2 separate regions of the Macaca mulatta genome follow, and region 2 is linked to region 1. The links are chromatin contacts, called in public Hi-C maps. All regions are on one chromosome and are shown on one strand. Each heading gives the region's core, a stretch centred on a gene start, on an enhancer-like site or on the middle of the called end of the contact. The rest is flanking DNA. Distances are from core to core; before and after follow the strand shown. Region 1 holds the start of PPP5C (protein phosphatase 5 catalytic subunit). Region 2 holds the start of LOC717246 (large ribosomal subunit protein eL20-like).

What was found. Hi-C and Micro-C count contacts between places; a contact is called where the count stands out from the background.
Region 2: a Hi-C map of cortical neurons shows a contact between it and region 1, with 2.3 times the contacts expected there. The contact joins the promoter of LOC717246 here to the promoter of PPP5C in region 1. A contact is called at or near these places in 2 of 14 Hi-C or Micro-C datasets (cortical neurons and liver).

Annotation. Positions count from the first base shown.
Region 1 is chr19:58,844,500-58,849,126 of T2T-MMU8v2.0, reverse strand. It overlaps PPP5C (protein phosphatase 5 catalytic subunit), which reads right to left and starts at 3,030. Exons shown (of 13, transcript NM_001266086.2): 1 at 2,863-3,030. The coding sequence starts at 2,983.
Region 2 is chr19:58,889,135-58,893,959 of T2T-MMU8v2.0, reverse strand. LOC717246 (large ribosomal subunit protein eL20-like) reads right to left here and starts at 2,176. Exons shown (of 2, transcript XM_077980790.1): 1 at 1,896-2,176; 2 at 1,085-1,596. The coding sequence starts at 2,063. The coding sequence ends at 1,234. It overlaps LOC144337229 (a long non-coding RNA gene), which reads left to right and starts at 337. Exons shown (of 3, transcript XR_013410030.1): 1 at 337-460.

The sequences.
Region 1 (4,627 bases), core at 1,781-4,280:
ACCAGAGGGGTGTTCCTAAAGCACAAACCTGACCGTGTCCTTTCCCTACTCAGAACCTCCCAGGGCTCCCCAGAGCCCCATCCCCCCACCACCCCACCCCAGAAAGCCCTGCCTCCTTCCCACAGCCCTGTGCAATCTGCTCCCCGCAGCTTCATCGTAACCTCCTCCAGCCTCCTACTCACGGCCTCCATGCCAGGTTCCGCTCACCTTTGGGCCTTTGCCACCTGTTTTTTTTTTTTTTTTTCTGCCTGGAGTACCGTCTACCCTCTCTCCAGGCAGCCACTCTCACTTCCTCTCTGAAACACTTCTTGAATCTATTTCTGTCCCTCCAGCCTGGTTGGCGATCACCACCCCTCACCTGTCCACTAATCTAGCCTCCTTCCTGTCTTACCCTGGAGTCCAGTCTCTGCATGGCAGCCAGGGATCTTTTCTGAATGGTAACTGAACCACGGCACCCCACTCTTGAAACATCCCATGGCATCGACCACCCTCAGGATGACACCCACATTCCCCAATCTGACTTCCAAGGTTCTACCTCTGGCCTCATCTCTCACTGGTCCTACCTCCCTCTCATGGCTCCCACCAGATCAAACTTCTCCATACTTTGCTTCTGCTCCTGCTGGAGGCCAACTCTTTTCCAGGGGTCCAGATCCTTTCCACCTCCACCTTCTCCAGGGTTTTGCTGCTGCAAGTCTCCCCTCTCACATGCAGAATCAATTCTCCATCTCTACTGGACTCTACTCTCTTCCATCCTTACAAAAAATCCATCTTCCCCTGACACTGCATGTTGTTTTTTTTTTTTTTTTCTGTCTGTTGCCCGGTCTAGAATGCAGTGACGTGATCTTGGTTCACTGCAGCCTCTGCCTCCCAGGTTCAAGCGATTCTCCTGCCTCAGCCTCCCCAGTAGCTGGGACTACAGGTGTGTGCCACCACACCCGACTAATTTTTTAGTAGAGACGACGTTCACCATGTTGGCCAGGCTGCTCTTGAACTCCTGCGCACGTTCACTTCTTACCACCCTCCCCCATTTCTCCACTCTTCTTCAGAACCAATACTCCTAACACTTAACATTTGCTCTCTCCACTCCCTCCCTTCCCATTCACTCTTCAGCGCCCTCTTGGCTGCACCAGCCCCGTCATTCCCCAACAACTGCTCCTGTCAACATCACCATCAGCATCCACGGAGCCAAAGCCAATGGCCAGTGCTCGCCTTGGCAGCATCGGACTCAGGGCACCAGCTCCTTGTTCTATAAGCGCTCTCTTCTCTCCGCCTTCCCGACACCTTTCCTGGCTTCCTTTCCACCTCACTAAGCGGTCCTCCTTAGCCTCCCCCTCTTCCACTCGGGATCTGTCCTAAGTCCCCTCTCTAGACCCTCTTACTAGATTATCTCATCCATTCCCAACCATAGTTTGATCACACCCAAATTCTTCTCCAGTCCAGACTGTCCCATTTACTTACTCAGTGTGTCCTCCTGTAGGGCCAGGAGTGGTGGCTCACGCCTGTAATCCCACCACTTTGAGAGGCTGAGGTGGGCGGATCACCTGTGGTCAGGGTTTCGAGACCAGCCTGGCCAACACAGCGAAACCCCGTCTCCACTAAAAATACAAAAATTAGGTGGGCATGGTGGTGTGCATGCGCATCTATAATCCCAGCCACTCGGGAGGCTGACGCAGGAGAATCACTTGAACCAGGGAGGCGGACGTTGCAGTGAGCTGAGATTGCGCCATTGCACTCTGGCCTGGGCAACACGAGTGAAACTCCGTCTCAAAAAAAAAAAAAATTCCAAACTGCTCTTTGCAATGACTCGGGGAGACCCTGCATGATCTGCCCTCTGTCCTAATCTCATCTTGCTATTGGTCTCCCGCTAACTAGCAAAAGCCCCAGCCATGCCAGTGTCCTTTCATTCCCCACCCCAGGGCCTTTGCACAGGCTGCCTTAACTCCCTGGAACACTCCTCTCCAGTTCTTCCTCTGTGAGTTTCAGCTTAAATGCTTCCTGCTCAGTAAGGCCTTCCCCCACTACCCTATCTAAAGTAGCCTCCAACCCTTATTCTCTACTTCATCACGCTGCTGGTTTGCTTTCAAAGCACTCATCACAATTTAAGTATTTTACTTATTTACATGTTTTTTTTTTTTTTCACGTCTGGTTCACCTGCAAAATTACAAGCTAAGGACAGGACCACATCTCTCTCCTTCACTGCTATATCCCTAGAGTTAAGCACAGTCCTTGGCACATAACAGGTACTCAATAAATATTTGTTGAATTAATGAATGAATGGGTGCCCCACACTTGACTCTTTCTCAATATTCTAAGTGATACTATTCTTGGGGATTCCCACCCCTACTCCCAAGGCCCCCACCATCACATTCCTTTTCCTCGGTCAGCCCAAATCTTCTACTTCCTTGTTCCCCCCATCTAATGATCCATTCCCCACCCCCACGATTGCCGCCTCTATTGGGACTGTCCCTCCTCTACTCCCCACTTGGCGGCACCCACCCCAGGACTCCCCATTTGGTAGCGCCATCACTCACTCCCCCACCACATGTCACTGCCTGGTAGCGCCCTCTACAGGCCTCACGTTTGGTAGCGCCCTCATTCCAGTCCCCCTCTCGCCCCACAATTGGTGACGCCCTCCTCAGTCTCTCCACTGAGTAGCACCCGCTCCGCACGCCACTCCTAGGTATCACTCTCCGAAGCCCCCTATGTCGCCCCTTGGTAGCGCCATCCTGGGCCTCCCCACGCCCAGTCACTTGGTAGTGCCTGCCCCGCGCCCAGACTGCAGCTCCGCGTTGCCATGGTTCCGCGCGGGCCCGGCACCCTCGGCCTGAGCCGCTGTCCACCCTCCCTGCTAGGCGGGCGCACCTTTGAAGTAGTCATTGGCCTGAGTCTTGAGCTCCTCTGCCCGCTTCAGAGCGCCATCAGCCGGGTGCTCGTCCCGGGGGGGCTCAGCACACTCAGTCCGCTCGCCCTCCGCCATCGCCATGCCGCAAAGCGACCCCTACCCTGGCAACGGCCGCCAGCGGCACCCGGCCGAACCGTCGCGAAGGAGCGCCGGGTGGCCGCCGCCGCTGCCGCACAAGTGTCGTAAAGCGCGGGCCCTGAAGGGGCCCTTCACGCGCCTGCGCAGGTCCCTCTCGCCATAGAGCGCGCGGAGGACAAGGTGACCAGAGGGTCCCCGGACGGTACCCCTGGTAGAGAGAGCCAATAGGGAATGAGAGAAGGGGCGCGCGGGGAAACAGAGCTGGTGTGGCCTCTGCTCCCAAAGTTACCGTGTTCCAAGGCTGTAAAAAGTTTCTCGGTTCTTAAAGTGGGATTTCCCTGCTCTCCTCTAGGGTTGGGGGGTGGGTTGTGAATGTCGCTGGCGGGTGTGGCTGCTTTGCAAGGCAGCGCCATGCCCTACGCGGAGCCGGACCCGGGCGTCAAGCCCTATTGTCAGCTACCTGTGTGACCTTGAACAAATCTTCCCTTCCTCTCTAGGGCCTCAGTTACCCATCTCTGAAAAATGGGTGGCTTCTCAAGCCAAAAAAGGTCCAACCCTGAGGGTGTTTCTGAGTTTTTAAATGAAGGCACTCTGGATTTCAAGTCCTGAGCAAGGCTCAGAAGTGTGTTGCACCATCCCCTTTCTTCCTGTGTTCAGCTTCCCAAATCCTGAATCTTCAAATAAACTCTCCTGTTTGCCTTTTTACAGATTCTCTTGTCTGAGATCACAGCGTTGATTGCATGCACTCTGCCTCCCTCATTTACCCTTCACATGGCAGCTAGAGGTTTGGTTTGGTTTTATTTTGTTTTGTTTTGAGAGGGAGTCTCCCTCTGTCGACCAGGCTGGAGTGCAGTGGCGCAATCTAGGCGCACTGCAACCTCTGCCTCCCGGGGTTCAAGCGATTCTCCTGCCTCAGCCTCCCGAGTAGCTGGGATTACAGGTGCCTGCCACCACGCCCGGTTAATTTTTGTATTTTAATAGAAACGGGGTTTCACCACGTTGGCCAGGCTGGCCTCACTGCCGACTTCAAGCTATCTGCCCACCTCGGCCTCTCAAAGTGCTGGGATTACAAGAGTGAGCCACTGCACCTGGCCGAGGGATCTTTCTAAGACATAATAAAACCATGGCACACCCTCACTCCCAGCCTTCCATGGCCCCAGCACCCTTAAGAGAAAACCCAAACTCCTGATTAGGAGACCCTGAATAGTCTAACCTCAGGCTGAATAGTCTAATCTCCAGATTCCACCCCTTCCCCAACCCCCATCTGCCGTACACCCTTCCAGTCTGTCCTTTCTAAGCCCTCAGGTAGCACTAAGTCCTGTAAGGCTCTGGTTACCCTCCTGGAAGCACACTCCCAAACCTATCTATTCCACTCCCAAACCTCTTGTTAGTCCATCCCCATCTCTCCCACTGCCCCCAGCACAACCAACAATCACCCTAAAGGGCAGATATTAGTATCATCCCCATTTTACAGATAAAGACACAGACTTGCAGAGGTGTTTGACCAAGGTCACAACAACATAAGAAGGTGACAGAGCCAGGATCAGGAATCCTATCTACTTCCTGTGTCCTTCATTGCCACTCTACTGCCTCTGTAGGTGCCAGAGCCCATCTTGGTGGCTTAGTAAATGTTTCTTTTGTGTTCTT
Region 2 (4,825 bases), core at 927-3,426, 46 kb before region 1:
GCCGTGGTGGCAGCAGCAGCAGTGACGGCCACCGCTGCGAACCAGGGGCTCCTGCCTGGCCAGCGCAGCCACCTGGGCTCTGGGCAGCAGCATTTTCCACGTGGCTCCTCCAATCCTCACGAGCGAGCAGCTCCCTGCATTGCTAGTCGTGAGCCCACCTGACTTCCTACTCTCAGCACTTCCTGATTGCAACGCCCGTGTCACCAATTTCCTCTATTAACCTCCCTGACAAGTCGGCGTGCTATTGAGAAACAAATGAGCGCACCAGGTGCAATCAGAGCTCTGAAAAATAAAGCGAGCAAGCGCAGAAAAGGTTACTTTTTTTTTTTTCTTTTTGAGACGGCGTCTTCCTCTATCACCCAGGCTGGAGTGCAGAGGCACGATCTCGGCTCACTGCCCCTCTGCCTCCCGGGTTCAAGCAATTCTCGTGCCTTAGCCTCCCGAGTAGCTGGGATTACAGGTAGGCGCCACCACGCGTGGCTAATTTTTGTATTTTTAATAGAGATGGGGTTTCTCCATGTTGGCCAGGCTGGTGTCGAAATCCTGGCCTTAAGTGATCCACCCGCCTCGGCCTCCCGCAGTGGATTACAGGCGTGAGCCACCGCTCCCGGCCCATGTGATTTTATTTTAACACAGATAACTGTCTTTGAGTTAGAGACAGGACTTTGGGGCCCAGAAGAGGTGGGAACTCCAAGGGGTTGAGAGAGGAGAGCCTGGGTCCACAGAGGAGGTCTGGAGGGGAGTGTCCACCACGTTATTTGAGGATCCAGCAGGCAGGGCCTTAAGAGCAGCTCCACGCCCCAACAGGAGAGAAACTGCCCCAAATGGGTCGTCAGGACAGCTCTGGGAAACGGGCCCAAGAAAACGCCTTTAAACATCCCTGTTTCACTGACAGGAAGACTTCGGCCCAGAGTGGACGGGAAACAGAGAAGCGTAAGCCTCAAATAGTTAGAATGGTAGCTGAGACCAAATTTTGAGAATTGGAAATGTTTGCATACCATACAAATGAAAATCAGAAAAATATATGGGGATTGGCAAAAGGGCATCCTCTTTCCCCAACACTTTGCCGCCATCTGCTGGACGAGTGTTGTAATGACTATAAAACACCGTGGTGCTGCAGCGCCCCCTAGCGCCATGCAGTTGACAGGCACAGAACAGTTCCAAGAGAATTGTTTTTTCCCACCGGGACGTTTCTGAGTTTATTTGGGGCACACCCAGGCGAAGGCCCTGCACCTAGAAGAAGGTGTTGGGCCTCTTGGTGGTGAAGCGTGGCTTGTGCTGACGGCGCAGGACCCGGTGGGGCAGCGGGAACTTGATCTTGGAGTCGTGGAACTGCTTGACAGCTGGCCGACGGCACTTGCTGGCTGCAATCTCCTCCACCTTCATGATCTGAATAGAGTGGGCCCGGGCGCGGTGGCGAGCGCCCGTGTCTCGGTAGCACTGGGTGACAGCACCCGCAGTGGTCAGCTTCCGGTACTCCCGGTACATGTTGTGGGTGCCGCTCCGGGAGTCACAGCGCAGCCAGATGCCGAAGTTCTTCACCGGCAGGGGGTGCGTCTCAAACACCTGCCCACAGTAGACAGTCTCCCCTGAAGACTTCTTCATCTTCTTTTTTTTTTTTTTTTTTTTTTTGAGACGGAGTCTGGCTCTGTCGCCCAGGCTGGAGTGCAGTGGCGCGATCTCGGCTCACTGCAAGCTCCGCCTCCCGGGTTCACGCCATTCTCCTGCCTCAGCCTCCCGAGTAGCTGGGACTACAGGCGCCCACAACCGCGCCCGGCTAATTTTTTGTATTTTTAGTAGAGACGGGGTTTCACCGTGGTCTCGATCTCCTGACCTTGTGATCCGCCCACCTCGGCCTCCCAAAGTGCTGGGATTACAGGCGTGAGCCACCGCGCCCGGCCCATCTTCTTTAACTGAGATACAAAGTACCAGAAGCGGGACTTGGCGACGACATGATTAGGCGCAAAGATTTGCATGCGGTAGAGGGGCTGTGTGTGGCATTTGGGGGTGCGCAGGCAGCGACCCACCACCTTGTACTCTCGTAGGGTGCCCGAAGCCTTCATGGCGTCCTCTCCGCGCTCGCCGCCACCCGCAAAAGCGAGAATTTTCTTTTTTTGAGACGGAGTCTCGCTCTGTAGCCCAGGCTGGAATACAGTGGAGCGATCTCGGCTCACTGCAACCTCCGCCTCCTGGGTCCGGGTTCAAGCAATTCTGCCTCAGCCTCCTGAGTAGCTGGGATTACAGGCACCTGCCACCACGCCCAGCTAATGTTCTTGTATTTTTAGTAGAGACGGGGTTTCACCAGGTTGGCCAGGCTGGTGTTAAACTCCTGACCTCTGATCCGCCCGCCTTGGTCTCCCAAAGTGCTGGGATTACAGGCGTGATCCACCCCGCCCGGTGGAGAAATCGTAAAAGACCGCTAACAAAAATGCTTTGAGGCCGGGCGTGGTGACTCACACCTGTAATCCCAGCACTTTGGGCAGTCGAGGCGGGCAGATCACGTGAGGTCCGGAGTTCGAGACCAGCCTGACCAACATGGTGAAACCCCGTCTCTACTAAAAATACAAAAATTAGCTGGGCATGGTGGCACACGCCTGTAATCCCAGCTACTCAGGAGGCTTGAACCCGGGAGGCAGAGGCTTCAGTGAGCCGAGATCGCGCCACTGCACTCCAGTCTGGGCTACAGAGCGAGACTCCATCTCAGGGGGAAAAAAATGCTTTGAGAGCTGCACAGCTCTGGGGGAAGTCGTGAGTTTTCTATTCAGGGGTAAGGTTAGGGACCATCCATGTACTAAAAAGGGAAAAATCAGATTAACCAGGCAGGATAAATTCTTGCCATCATAAAATTTTTGTTTGCTAAAAGGGGTCAAAAGCTTTTCCCCAGATATTATTTTAGCATTTGGCATCAAAGGGCTGTTGCGAAGACCCTAAGTGCCTGCAAACCGCCTGACACGTAAAGCGCTCAATGCTACTGCAAACTGGTTCAGGGCACAGACTGCAGCCAGTCAGCTGGTGCTCAAGTCCCGTTCTGCCACTTGCTGGCTGTGTGACTCTGAGTATGTAACTTAACCTCTCTGTACTTCAACTTGCTTATCTGCAAAATGGGCATCTGAAAAGTGTCTGACTGAGCTGGAATGCAATGTTAATGCGTGTGAACTCTTAGAACAGAGCCAAGGGGCCAGGCGTGGAAAATGCCTGCTGTTCCTCGACTTATCCTGAGATGGGTGCCCACCCTGCCCCTCCTGGTCCCTTCAGGTTTTAACTGCTTCCACACGTTTTCCAGTGTCCAAATTCCTCACCCTGGCTCCCCACATCTGCTGGACCACGGAGATGAGAGCCACAGGAGGGTGTGGGCAGAGGCAACCATGGGCCCAGTTTCTCCATCTGCCAGGTGTGGTGCTGGCAAGGAAGGGTGGGGTGGTGGCCTGTCCCTCTGGCTGCCAAGCAAATGACATCCCCCATAGGTGGGAGGCAGGCCCCGCCCCCCTCCACTGGTGCTATGGAGGTTGGGTCATCTCTCTGCCTGCCCTGGTGGCCAGAGCTTGGGTCTGTGACCTAATCATGGCCATTGACAGATGGGGGCCGGGGAAGACAGCGTGAAAGGGACCAAGAGAACGACAGGGAGACAGAACTCAGGTCCTTCCTGCCTTGGAGTCTCTGCTCCACCCAGCTGGGTGGATGCCTGGGTCCATCCTGGTCGATAGGGTGGGGAGCATCTAAGGCCTCCCCCTCCCCCGGGTTCTCTGGTCTTTACTTCACAGCTTCCTTAGTCGGTGGTGAGGCTTCTAGGACCCCTAATTCATGTCCACCACTCCTGGGAGTTCACATCTGCTCCTGCCAGACCCTGAGACTCCCCAGCAGCCTCCGACACCATTGCTTAGTGTCCACACCTGCCCCCAACATCTCCCCCACCTCCGTGTACCTGGCACGTCCCCAGCTTGATGACCCTGATCCAAACCGTAAGCTGTCCCCTACTTCAGCAGACTCCTGTGCTCAAGCGATCCACATGCCTCTGCCTTCCCAAGTGCTGGGATCACAGGCGTGAGCCCCCGTGCCCGGCCAGCCCTGGATGTTCATCACCTGCCTCTACGGGCGTCTCTTGGTCACACTCCCTTTTGGAAGCTACTGTTTCTTTTTTGTTCAATTCATTGCCTCTAACTTCAGAGCCCTACTCACGTGTATTTATCCCCCTTGATTCCCCAAAACTTATCGGCTTACCCAGACCTTCCCCCGTTAAATGCTTTCGCTCCCTCCCATATCCCTTCCGTTTCCCTGAGCCCAGCTCTGTGGCATTGATCCGCTCAAAGTTCTGGTCCTTCTGGTGGGTGTGCCTGAGTCTTTTTGTTCTGACTTAGCGAGACATCGGTCGCCGTAAAGACCCCATCTCTTGCAGCATCTTCTGAATTTCTCTTCTCGTTTAAAAACTTCCTCCAATAGCCACTTGGAAAAAGATAAAATGAGACCCATTCCTCACATCACATACAAGAAGGAACTCCAAATAGACTGGAGATCTTGACATGAAGAAGAAACCCGAGGGAACTTCCCTGAAACCCGGGTGTGGGGAGAAGCACCGACTCCCACGCCAGCACAATTAAAGAAATACTCATACATTTGGCTTCATAAAAATAAACCTGCACCGTGGCAACAAACCACAAGTGAAGTCTAAAGATAAAAGACAGTCTGGGATATAGACTTTCAAGTGGTTAAGGTGGTACAGTTTATGTGATGTGCTTTTCACCACCATTTAACAAAAAAGGACAGAATGGGGGAAAATGATCCGCAACATACATCACAAGCATGGGGCCTCTGCTGTGTCCCCTCCGAG